Linked DNA regions of Bos taurus: region 1 is linked to region 2. A link is a contact called in public Hi-C data. All regions are on one chromosome and are shown on one strand. The core of a region is the stretch at or near the end of the contact, and the rest is flanking DNA. Distances in the headings are between cores, read along the strand shown. Region 1 overlaps BRME1 (break repair meiotic recombinase recruitment factor 1). Region 2 holds the start of MISP3 (MISP family member 3).

Region 1 (6,085 bases), core at 2,417-4,916, 180 kb before region 2:
TACACCACCCGGAACTCGGCCGGCAAGAAGCTGGTCCGCTCGGACAAGGCGAGGACGCAGGACCCTGGACACGGACCGCGCCGAGGAGGAGGTGCCTGTGCAGGTGGCTGGGGGGACTCGCTGCAGAGGGGGGTCTGCCCTGGGCTGACTTAGAGCCTCTGAGAAGTGGGTTAACCCCTGGGCTGACCCACTTCAGAGGGTTGGGTGGGGGAGAGAATCCATACACAATAGAAGGCTTAGAACCATGTTCTAGAACTGTTGCCCTAGTGGGTAAGCTGGGGCTGGGGTTCCCTGTGTGACCTTGGGCAAGACACTCTCCTTCTCTGGGCCCATAGAGGGTATATTGTTTTCAGGCGCAGGGTGAGCTAGCAGGGAGGCCGTGGGGACTAGTGATGGGGTCTGGCAACAGGTACAGCAGGGGCTGCAATCTTGTGCGGAATGCAGGTGCCACGTGACCAGAGGGAAACAGCCTCACTTGTCCACTCATTCGCCAGGTGGTTTGTGAGGCTTGTCCTGTGCCAAGCACTGGGCTGGGCTTGGCCTTCAGTGGTAGATGGGACAGTGACAGTTATAACAGAAACGGGGGAGTCTAAAGGGAGCACTCAAGCTAGACAAAGAGGTCCAGGAGGGCTTCCTGGAGGAAGTGACTCCTGGAAACCTCATTCAGTTTGGTGAAATGCTGAAGGGGGTCTGGGCACTGGGGCTCACTAGGGAACTTGGTTAAATTCCGTGCGTCTGGGATGGGAGTATGCGTGCATGAAGGATGGAGGGGAAGGTGTCAGAAATTTCGGGGAAGGGCTGCTTGCTGATCGCCTTGAAGAGTTTGGACTTGAGTACTAGGGAGCTGAGAAGGGGACACGAGTAGGTCTGTGTATTAAGGGTGTGTTAGACTGTGCGTGTGTTAGACTGTGGCTAATGGGTTGGGCTGTGGGGGTGGATTTGAGGGGGTTGGAAGAAGTTGGTCCTCCAGGCAGGTGTTGGAGTTGGCATCAGTTTGGAGGGAAAGAACCATGAGTTTGCTGTGTGTGGGTCACCCCCCGGGAGGGTGGCTGGAGGCTCCCTAAGGTCTGCACAGCCACAGAGGGTTCCCTCCATCTTGCTCATCAAATTCGGAGTCCAGTTTTGCAGGCCTGAGTGAGGCCAGAGCATCTGTACTTCTAACTAGATCCCCTTGACCTCCGTAGCCGGCAGGCTTCGAGTAGCTAGGCTTACGTATCAGCAGTTACTATTACAGACTCGAAACACCTCCGCTTCTGCAGGTTTATAAGAGAAATCCGTTTTAGCAACTTTGGGGAAGTCAGCCAACAGAGGGACCGGTTTGACGGGGCGGTACCCCATTACTGCCTCTCTCAGACTGGGGGCCCCTCGGGAAGTCACCAGAAGGGAGGACCCCTTCCCATCCCGGCGGCTGTGCGGAGAACACGTTAGAAGGGTTGTGAGACTGCCTGCGGGAGAGGATAGTATTCCTGTGAGGTCTGACAAGGTCCAACTGGGAGAGGGAGGAAGCGGAAGCGACACAGAGACGATGGTCTCAGAATCTTCTTTTTTCCCCTAGGGAACAGGAAAACTTGACTCAGGGGTGGGGTGGGGTCGGGGAGCCCTCACTACGATATTGGCACGGAAAGGCTGCCTGAGGCTGTCCTCCCAGGAAACTTTCTGAGTGTAACAAATCCGGGGTTCCCGGAGCCCTGCGGCCGCGAGGGGGCAGTACGGCAGGACAGAGTTGGGAGTTTCCGTTGCTTTGTGTCTGGCTCTGGGTCCCACCTGGGACTGCCCGGGGCTGCGAATAGCACAGGGGTGCTAGTCCGGAAGGAGCCTGCAGGTGGAGCCAGAGCCCCGGCAGCTCTGCAGGTTGAGTCGGAACTTCCGGATCATCGAATCATCCTTATTACTAAATGCTTTTCCCCTCCCCCCAACTCTGCTTTTAAAATCTAGGTTCCAAAGGTGCCAGGAAGTCTTCTGGAACTCCTCCCTCTTCCTGCTGCCCCTCAACTTCTGCCTAAGGAGACTGGCGTGGGCAGGATGACGCCTTCACCTGGGGATGGGGACCCAGGCTCAGTGGAGGCTGGGTTTCAGGGAAGACCCACCCTCCGAGGATCCGCCCCCTAGACGGTGCCTCCAGCCTGGGGGCTTGGCAAAGGAGCCCGGTCTGGGACCACCGCCCAAAGCGCGCCCGCCCCTGTCACTGAAGGGGGTGGTCCTCAGGCACCCCTGCCCTTCTTCCCCAACGCTGAGCAACCAGTCAGCGCTCAATAAATGTTTATGAATGGATCAGCGTCATACGAAGCCCGGTCTTGGGACAAGGTATCGTGAACTGCGCCGCTGGGGCTGTCGCGTCCCTCAGCCTCCATATGTTACTCTGATCTCCGGTTTCCTCAACTGCTATTTGGATTTCTTTTCGCCCTGGGGCGCTGGGGTGAGGTGCTTTGGGCTGAGAAATGGCAGCTGGGGGGTCGCCCCAGCCCGGCACTTCTGAGCAGACATTTGCAGTGGAGTTAGTGCCATGAATCTTGTTTCTGTGACTTTTGTGTTTGCAGACTTTTCTGGCCACCTCTTGCATATTGACATGTCAGATGGGTAGATCCAGCACACTGGAGGCGGGGGCCTGATTTGAGGGGGCAATGGAGAAACAATTAGAGGTTCCCCCATCGTTGTCCTCACCTCAGAAGCCCTCAGTGAATGTTTAGGTTACCATCGATGCCCCAGAAACTGGGGGCCAGAGTCACATGCCAGGCCCTTCAGAACAAGGGAAGGACTTCTGGGTTGGGGCAGGGTGAGGGTTGGGGGCCATAAGGAATGGGAATATGTCCTGGTCAGTTGTGCCAGACAACAGCTTGGGCAAGGGGCACTGTGGAGGCTGTACTTCTTCAGGAGTGGGAGGGGACAGAGGTCCATCCCCACCCTGGTAGTGTGATCTGGTTCTCCTGGGGGGCTTGGCTTGGGGGGATCCCCACCCCATGTCTCCACCCCCAGATCTTGTTCCACCAGCCTTGAGGGGGCAGCAGGTAAGAAGTGCCAGTCCACATTCCTTCTCCAGTCCGAGGGCTGGCCTGAGCCTGGTCTCCACCCCCAGCCTACAAGGTCTCCTGGGGTTGAGTCAGGGCAGAATTTGGGCTTCCCAGAATTTGCCCTTGGCTTTGCCATTTGATCTGGGACCTGAGGCCACCTGAGGAGGGCTGCGGTGAGCCAGGGATCAGAAACGGCCCTTGAAGACAGCCTACTGCCCAGGCTTGGAGAGAAAAGGGAAGGAGGAGAAAGAAGACATGAGGGAGGCCTCCTCAGCAGTGCCAAGGGTTTCACATGGAGTCAGGGGACACAGTACCCCAGCCACTCTCAGCTACGTACAAATGCTAATTATATAAGCCAGAGCCACTGGGGCTTGAGACCCAGGGAACAGGGTGACTGGGCACATTCTGGTGGGTTCAAGGAAGGGGCTGTACATTCTGCAGGGTAAAAAGGCTGGGGGACTCTGAGCCACCTGAATGGGATGTCCCAGGTATAAGAAGGTGGTGGCAGGAGGGCCCTCCCTGCCTTGGCCCTAGGAGTTAGGGTGCAGGGGCGACAGGCAGAGCAACAAATTAGTCTTGGGTCTGGTCCACCTAGTGGTGACCTATTTAACAGAAGCAATGTCTTCTGCAAAACGGGTTTGACAGCAGCACTTGGGACTGCTAGTGACCATGTGACCTCACTGGGGCTGTGGTGAGGCTTGGTGGGGCAGGGTGTGCGCACGCTTGCCCTCGGCACCCTCCAGGCATTAGCTGTGTCTGCATCAGTTATAATTCCCACCCAGGGTTGCCTCCTAGACCAGGGCTTCTCAGCAGCTTGTCCCACAGAGGAGAGGCAAGGCCAACTCAGCACTGAACTCCAGCTTGGACAGTCAAGATGTCTCAGTGGGCTGATTGGTCCACAGATACTTGTGTGCTGGAATTTGTACACATGCACATCTCTGCACATACCCACCTGCTCCAGGAGAGTCTGACACTTGCTAAAGCATGGGGACCCCTAGACTCCATCTGGGAGTGGGGGCCCCCGGCAGTACACCAACTTGTCTTCACAAAGAGCATGAGAAACAGAAGGAGAACAAGGTGGTATTAGGGAGGTTTGTGGGCAGGCCATCAAGGAACTGAAAACACCTCCAACCGCAAACAGGTCGGTCACACGGTCTGAGGTCTGGCTAAGGCATCATTTATTAATGGGCTTCCCAGAAGAAATGGAAATCCAGTGAAAAACAAGGGTATGACCAACAAAGCAAGCCCTTTTCTCCTCCAGGAAAGAAACAAATTCTGAACCTTCAGTAACCTCAGCTAAGGAGCTGAAATTTGCAAACTCAGATAACCATCTGGGTGGCCCCGCGCCCCTGGCTCAGAAGCAGCTGGCTTCCTGGGGCCCCAGAAGGCCTGCCACAGGGAGGAGCAGGTTCCCCGCCCCACGCAGCTCCCAGGGGAGGCCGATGACAGAGGCAGGGCCTCTCGTGTTTCCCGTGGGAAGCTGACTTCCCCGTCAGTTGAGGGACGGTTTCTGGGGCCCCCAGGACCGGCACGTGAGAAGGTCAAGATAGCAGGGTGGGGGGAGCGAGCACACAGGGTCTGCAGAGGGATTGTTCCCCACTGTTGGGCAGGACATTTCTGGGAGCCAGTGAGCTTGCAGGAACACACACCACAACCCCAGGCAGTTTGGAACCAGCTACAGATCCCTCCAGGACTGCTCCCCTCGGGGGAGGGTTCCTGCCCCCTTTGCGGTGTAGGGTGTGGGGGCCTTCCCGGCCGGCTTTGCTTTCCGGTAGTAGTTGAGGCGCTTGAAGGTCTCCAGGTCCCGGTGGGTGCTCATAATCAGCCGGCTGGGTGGAAACAGGCCTGGGCTGTGCCCCACCTCACACTCGGGCACACTGGGCTGCTCACATCGGCTCACTCGCTCATGGGTACTCGGGTCACACCCGCATAAGCACAGGCGTGTGCACAGTCCGCATCAGCCTGCTGCAGGCAGGCTGTGACCCTTCTAGCCCCTCCTTAGAGCCTGACAACTCTGTGAAGGAGAAGCTTCCCAGAGGCCCCTCACGGGGGGGGGCTGGGCCCAGCCTGGCTCCCCCAGATCACTGGTACACTGGGGCCTCCATCACCCACCCCCGGCTCCATTCCCTCTGCCTGTCCCAGGGACTGTGGGTCCACGGTGCCAGCCCAGCCCTTACTTCAGGTTGGAGAGCTCCATGACCAGGCCCCTCACGGTGTCCGTCGCGTCCTCTATGCTGGCGGCCTCGTAAGTCTTGATCCCCACTCGTGTCCTGGCGGGAAGGGAGGCAGGAGGAGAGCTCACTGGAGAGCCCCACCAGCCTCCACTGGGGGCGCTCTGCTGAGCCTTGAGCCATCTCTCCAGAGATGAACACCTTTGACAGCCATGACGCCCCCTCCCACCAGGCAGGGTCCTGATGGCCAGCCCCATGGCTCTACCGCTTAAAATACACCCAGAATCTAGCCCCTTCCCCCACCAGGTGGCTCCTGTGGGGCAGTTGCCACACCCTCCTCGGCCCCCACCTCCTGCCCTTATATCCTGTCCCCTCAAGTGGCTTGGTGGGGGGGGCTGTGGAAATGGAAACCCAGCCCAAATCTCTCCCCGCAGCCCTACACCATCCGCCGTGCCTCCAGACCCACCCACTCCCTCTTGTCCCTCTTCCCCCTGTTGCAGCCACACTGAATTCCTGGCCATTCCCGTAGCACTTCTTAGGGCTCTGAAATGTTCTTTCCAGAATGTCTCCTCCGTGGGGGTGGGGGAGGGAGAAGCTGGGAGGGGGACCCTCCCTCTCCCTCCCCATCCACCACAGGTTAAAATCTTAACCCCTTCCCTGCTATCTTTTTCTCCCCACCACTCTGCCATCTGACCAGCTAATAATTTGTCTGTTGCTCACCACCACCCCCCAAGCTCCCACCCAACTAGGGAGAAGCTGTGTTTCTCCCCAGTGCCCAGAGCAGGTCCTGGAAGACCTGGCATTGGAGGGCATCAGTGCCTATAGAAGGGGTAGACAGGCGGGGCACCACTGTATCTAATAGGTATAGCCTGTGGGGAGGGAGCAGAGGGTCATACAGCTTAGCAG
Region 2 (5,820 bases), core at 834-3,333:
TGAAAGTGAAGTCGCTCAGTCGTGTCTGACCCTCAGTGACCCCATGGACTTCAGCCTACCAGGCTCCTCCGTCCATGGGATTTTCCAGGCAAGAGTACTGGAGTGGGGTGCCATTGCCTTCTCCGGTTAGCTATTTAGATCAACACTTATATAGGCTTCTCTTTATACTCTTGTCCTGGGTTCCACCTTGAGGCAAGATTGTTCTGTTTATAATTGTGTCTGTCTCCTAAACTCAATGGCAACTTCCAAGTCTATTTCTTTGTTCCCAATTTTGGGAACATTCTTTGGTAAGTGTTATGTGTTAGGCACTGTTCTAGGCGTGAGAGAGCTGGGTGAACACGACAGACAGAAAATGCTGTTAATACAACTCACTCTCCAGCTGAGGTCGGGGGCAGGCAGAGATAGATAATATACAAATAAAGAAACAAAGGTAAATGATGATAACTAGAGTATTGTGAAAGTGTTAGTCGCTCAGTCGTGTCCAACTCTTTGTGATCCCATGGACTGTAGCACACCAGGCTCCTTTGTCCATGGCATTCTCCAGGCAAGAATACTGGAGTAGGTAGCCATTCCCTTTTCCCGAGGATCTTCCCAACTCATGGATCAAACCTGGTTCTCCTGCATTGTAGGCAGATTCTCTACCGTCTGAGCCACAAGGGAAGCCCAACTGTAGTACTGGGTGAATTACAAAAAATAAAAAAGGCAGGGATAGAGTTACAGAGAAGAGCTGTGTTTGAGGTAGGCTGGGTGATCAGAGACCACTTCTCTGAAGCAGTGACATCTGAATCAAGTGACATCTGAATAGCAGAACCCAGCCATATGCTGAGTCATTCCAAGCAGACAGAAAGGCCAGTACAAAGGCCCTGGGGTGGGAATGCAATCGCAGAGTTTGAGGAAAGCATAAAGGTTCAAATGGAGGAGGGATCAAGGGAGAGGGTGTCAGGAGATGAGATCTGAGAAGTGGGAAGGGGTTTTGAGCCAGGGTAGGAAATTTGGATTTTTCTCCTAAGTTTGGTGGAGAGATATCGGAGGGCAATGAATGGCTGGGAACAGGGTGGAGAGAAGTGGATGACTTCAGAATATGTGTTGGAGGCAGAGCAAACAGCAATCCAATATATGAATGAACTGGGGTTGGGTAGGGAAAAAAAAGAAATTGAGGCTGAGTTCTACATTTTGGGACATAAAAAACAGAATGTGTGAGTTGCTGTATGTAGTAAAGAGAAGTAGAGTTGGTGGGGAGACCAAGAATTCAGTTTTGAAAGTGTTCAGTTTGACCTATATATTAGACTGGGGACAGTTGGATATGAGTTAAAACTCAGAGGAGAAATTAGAGCTAGAGATATAAATTTGGGAGACATCTGCATAGAGATGGTGTTTAAAGTGTGAAATTGGAGTTTGTCAAGGTCTGAGTGTTGGCAGGAAAGAGATTGTATACTTAAACTGAGTAATTGATCAGAACTCAATAGAAGGAAATAAACAAGGCATAGTGCACTTGCTGGGTTAGCATCAGCTGGGAGCTCTTACCACCCCATAGCCCTGGAGAGAGAGCTGTTTGGAGCTGCTGCCGGCAGTGGAGGGACACAGCCAACAAAGCTTGGAGGAAGAACATATGGGTTAAACATCCTGATCTCTCATTCTCCTCTCTCCCATCAGCCAAACCCAATGGAAGCCAGAGGGGAAAGAACCCCACTGATGCAGGTGAACCAGAAGTCTGAAAAGAGGCACCTGGGAGGTTAGAGGATAAACCATAAGTGGGTACCATTCTCCAAGACTAAGGAGCTAGTGGTAAGGAACTCAGGGAAAAGCCAGTGACCAGGTCTGGTAAATGGAGGTCAAGGAGGTCCTTGGACAGAGAAGGGTCAGTGGTGTGGTGGAACCAAGAGCACAGTATGCTTGGCTAGGAGAGAGATGCACATACTCATGTGAAGTCGTTTTTGACTCTGTGACTCTTTGGACGCTATCCCGCCAGGCTCCTCTGTCCATGGGTATTTTTCAGGCAAGAATACTGGGGTGGGTTGCTATTTGCTCCTCCAGGAGATCTTCCTGACCCAAGGGTTGAACCCGTGTCTCCTGCATTGCAGGCGGATTCTTTACCACTGAGCCATCAGGGAAGAAGAGGAACAGGAGGTGATGAGTGGAGAGTCCACTGTAGAGACAACTCATTCCAGAGGTAGAGTTTTCATCATCATCACCTCCCAAAGGGGTAAGTACTGCCATCCCCATTTTACAGATAAAGAAACTGAGTCTTGGAGAAGGCTGACACTTAGCTCAGGTTCTCAGTGGGATGGAACCCAGGTGGGCCCAATTCTAATTGGGCCAATAGAGTCAGAGGGAGGAGGGTAGCTGCTTGAGATTGGGATCCAGGAGAGAGGGGAGTGAGAGGGTGGATGGAAAAGGGAGTCACCAGAGTAGGCAGAGAGTTGGGGGATTATCGGCACTCCTGAGACTGTGTAGCCGCCCCCTCCTTTCTTCAGGTAACTATCTTTTTCACTGGTCATCCCAAAATGGAGGGGGAGGGGTGGAGGCAGGTTTTGGCGAAAGCCAGTGGAAGAGAGTGGAAAATGATGTCCCTGGGAGTAGGTCGCCTGTTCCTGGCATCAATCCTGGCCAAGAACACCACAATCTGGCCCCAGCTGGAGGGAGCTACTTCCCCCACAAGCCTGGATACTTCTCTGGGTCTCCCAGTCGCCTGGTCCCAAGGTGACCGCCTTTCCAACCTCAGCCGCACTTCTGGGTCCTGGGCGCGCTGTGTGTGCCTGCCTGCCTCGTCCCTCGGTCTGGGAGTGCGCTTGGCAGCGGCCGGCTCGCGAACTTTTCCGGGTGGGGTGAGGGGAAGCGCCCTTATGGGCCTGGCGCTCGGCTCGGAAGTGTGAGCCGAGGCATTGGGAGACAGACTGGGGCGGGCGGAGAGGCGGTTCCTGGCGCCCCCTCCAGCCCGAACTGTGCGCTGCAGGGGTGGAACTTCAAAGGACAGCCGGAGCCCTTTGGTGTGGCTGCCAGCCGGCTGACACAGGATTGGCGGGCCAGGCCAGGCCCCGGAAAGATGGTTTCGGAGGACACCCCACCAGAAGACAGTGGTTCAGAGGTTCAGCCAGGCGTGCAGCTGGGTGGGAACCAAGCCCCCTGGTAATGCCGGGGACGTGAGCCCGAAAAGGTACCAAGGTGGCGCCCACTGAGTGAACACTGCATCTAGACTGGCGCCCCCAGGTAGCAGGCTAGGTCTAGGGAAGCTCTCTTCTAAAACATCCAATGCCCCGAGCTGACAGGCGCGTCAGTGGACCAAACCCAGTGCCCAGCTGAGGCGCCCCCCTCTCGGGGGCGGGGCTAGGGCGGGGCCCCGAGTCCGGCCGGCAGGTGCAGGGGGCGGGGCCCGGCCCTGCCCCCGAGGGCAGTTCTTGGAGGCCAGGGGCGGGTCAGAGAAGTGGCCCGTGCGGGCGACGCCTTGGAACCCGCGGACGGCAATTGCAACCACAGGTGCTGCGCAGGGCAGGGTGTCCCAGCTCTGGGCATCAAAACTCCAGCGCTGGGAGCTAAGGCTCCCGAGCTGCTCCCAACCCTGGACACCTAGGCCCTGGGCGGCAGAACGGAGCCCTGGGGTCGTCCGAAGCGCGTGGGCCTGAACCCCCCGGCTTAGATAGCGAAATTCCCAAGCCCGCCGCAGAGCTGAATACCGACGTCCCCGTGCCCTCCCCAGACCAGGGAGCGGAGACCCCCGAGCAAGAGAAGGAAGTCCTCGGACCATCAGCGAGGCAGGTTGCAGAACGTCCTGGGCCGGACCGTAGCTGGGGGCTTTGAGAGTCCTGGGCAAGGAAGCGACGACCCTGAACCGTCTGAAGCGCCAGGCACGGGGCTCCTGGAGCAGTGTCTCTCTCAAGGTCCGGAAACCTTCTTTGAGTCGAACTCGGAAGCCCTCCAGTTGCGTTCGGAGACCCCACAACATCCCTTAGAGGAGCCACTCATGGAGACGCCCATCGAGCGCGAAATTCGCCGCAGCTGCGAACGCGAGGAAAGCTTGCGCCGGAGCCGGGGCCTGAGCCCAGGTCGCGCGGGCAGTGAACTCGTCGAACTGCGCGTGCGGCCGGTGCTCAGCCTGCCGGGCCCTAGCCCCGCGCTCCCGCGCGCTTTGGAGCGCGCTCGGGCGGGCGCTCAGATGCAGCGAGACATCGAGCGGGAGGCCTATCGGCAGGCGGCGCTGGCGCGCCCCGAGGTCCCGAAGCAGAGAACCCGGCCGCCGCCGCAGCCGCTGGGCGAGCTCAAGCGCTTCTTCGAGGCTGCTGGCGGGTGCTCCTCCTCACCCGCGGCGGAGGGCAGCGCAGACGCGCAGCGGCTGCCCGAGCCCGGAGGCCGGCCGCATTCAGTCGTACAGGGCCGGTGTCCGGTGCTGCCTCGCGCCCCGCCGCCCATCGCACAGTCGCTGCTGGAGCAGGAGGTGCGCGAGGTGAATGAGCGCGAGCGGGAGCTGCAGCGCCAGCGGCTGAGCCTCTACGGCACCGCCGAGTTCAAGGAGCCCGCGCCCAGCCTAACGGGTAAGCCACCGGCGTCCCAGCGCTGGGGATTCCCAGGGCTCCAGCCACTTTCACCGACTCCCCAACTCCAATGGTCCTCTAATCCTCAGGGTCCCCCTTCCTGGCTCCCAAACTCCCCGGACACCCCTCTCGACTCTCCTCTCTCTGCCCACCCTTTCTGGACTGACCTTCCCCTATGCTCCACCCCCACCTTCGTCGGAGTCCCAGACACACCCCACCTAGGCTTGTGGTGGGGGAAGGGAGCAGGATCTTAGATGTCTTTGTCGGGTTCCCAGGGACCCTCCCTGCGTTCTGGCACACCTGGATCTCCCCCTCTGAATTTTCTGATTCCTCCCTCCTCACTCTGAGTTTGTTCGCCTTCCCCATCCCTGGGGTTCCTCCCTCCTCCCTCGGGACGGAGGCCTCCGTGGGGAGGAGGGGAGTGAACGCCTGTGTGTGTTTAAGGGGCGCGGCCGCTCTCCTTCGTCCTGACTGCCTCCTGCTGCTAAGGCGTGGAGGTGGGGGGGCAATCCCAGCTGAGCGCCCCTTCTTCCGCAGTGAGCAGGGGCGACGGAAAGCTGGCGGTGATCTGGCCTCCTCGCAGAAAGGCTTCGGAGAATGGTCTGGAACAGGTGGGAACCCCTTTCCCCTCCTGCCCTTACCCCAGCCCTCTGCATGGGAGAAAACTGGGCTAGCGAAAGGGCTCCCGGGGAAGTCATCGGGCTAGGACCCAAAGTCCCGGGAGTGGCCCGCGGGTGAGAAGGAGGCGGTGGTCGTGGGGCCCATACTGCCCCATCCGGCGCCTGGGTGTCCCCATTTGCGGTGCGTGCGCCGCTAAGATTTGCCTTTGGTCTGGCCCTTCCCCCTGGCAGGAGGAGCCTTGAGGTTCCGGCCCTTTGGGGTCCCCAGAGGAAAGTAACATGCCCGGCAGACCCTCAGGCCCGGGCGCCCAGGAGTGCCCTCCGGATCCGCGGAAGGCCTGGAGAAGGGCCACAGGTCTGTGCCGGGGAAGACGCAATCGATCAGCATCCTTGAACATGACTTTGTGAAACTGACCAGAATCTTCTATAAAACTGTTAGTCCCCATTGGGAAACACCGCCGCCACCACCCTGCTAGTAAAACTGCCCAGCCCTTCTGCGCCTTAGCCTCTCCTTCTGGCCTTGTCTGTTAGAGGACAGGGATCCTCGGCTGGGCCTACTCCCCAATAAAGCCCTTTCTTTCTGGACAGTGCAGGCTGTTTTCTTCTGGGTTCTCTTCTCCTGGGGTGGGGCAGGAGCGCGGCGAGACGAGGTAGGCCTGAGACACACGGGAGAC

The links. Hi-C and Micro-C count contacts between places; a contact is called where the count stands out from the background.
Region 1: a Hi-C map of liver shows a contact between it and region 2, with 2.5 times the contacts expected there. The contact joins the enhancer-like site here to the promoter of MISP3 in region 2. A contact is called at or near these places in 2 of 11 Hi-C or Micro-C datasets (liver and skeletal muscle).

Annotation. Positions count from the first base shown.
Region 1 is chr7:11,803,497-11,809,581 of ARS-UCD2.0, reverse strand. BRME1 (break repair meiotic recombinase recruitment factor 1) reads right to left here. Exons shown (of 9, transcript XM_005208638.5): 8 at 5,186-5,278; 9 at 4,170-4,837. The coding sequence ends at 4,684. NANOS3 (nanos C2HC-type zinc finger 3) reads left to right here. Exons shown (of 2, transcript XM_059888542.1): 2 at 1,936-2,271. The coding sequence ends at 2,026. Among named protein-coding and RNA genes, the nearest start is that of MIR181D, 4.8 kb to the left of the region's middle. Within about 2 kb of position 3,666, at least 23 of the 102 cell types and tissues checked have an H3K27ac peak or open chromatin away from gene starts, as enhancers often do. A contact at or near this core is called in liver, where this site is marked.
Region 2 is chr7:11,623,424-11,629,243 of ARS-UCD2.0, reverse strand. It overlaps MISP3 (MISP family member 3), which reads left to right and starts at 2,083. Exons shown (of 4, transcript XM_015471954.3): 1 at 2,083-2,203; 2 at 3,695-4,526; 3 at 5,064-5,137; 4 at 5,378-5,731. The coding sequence starts at 3,959. The coding sequence ends at 5,389.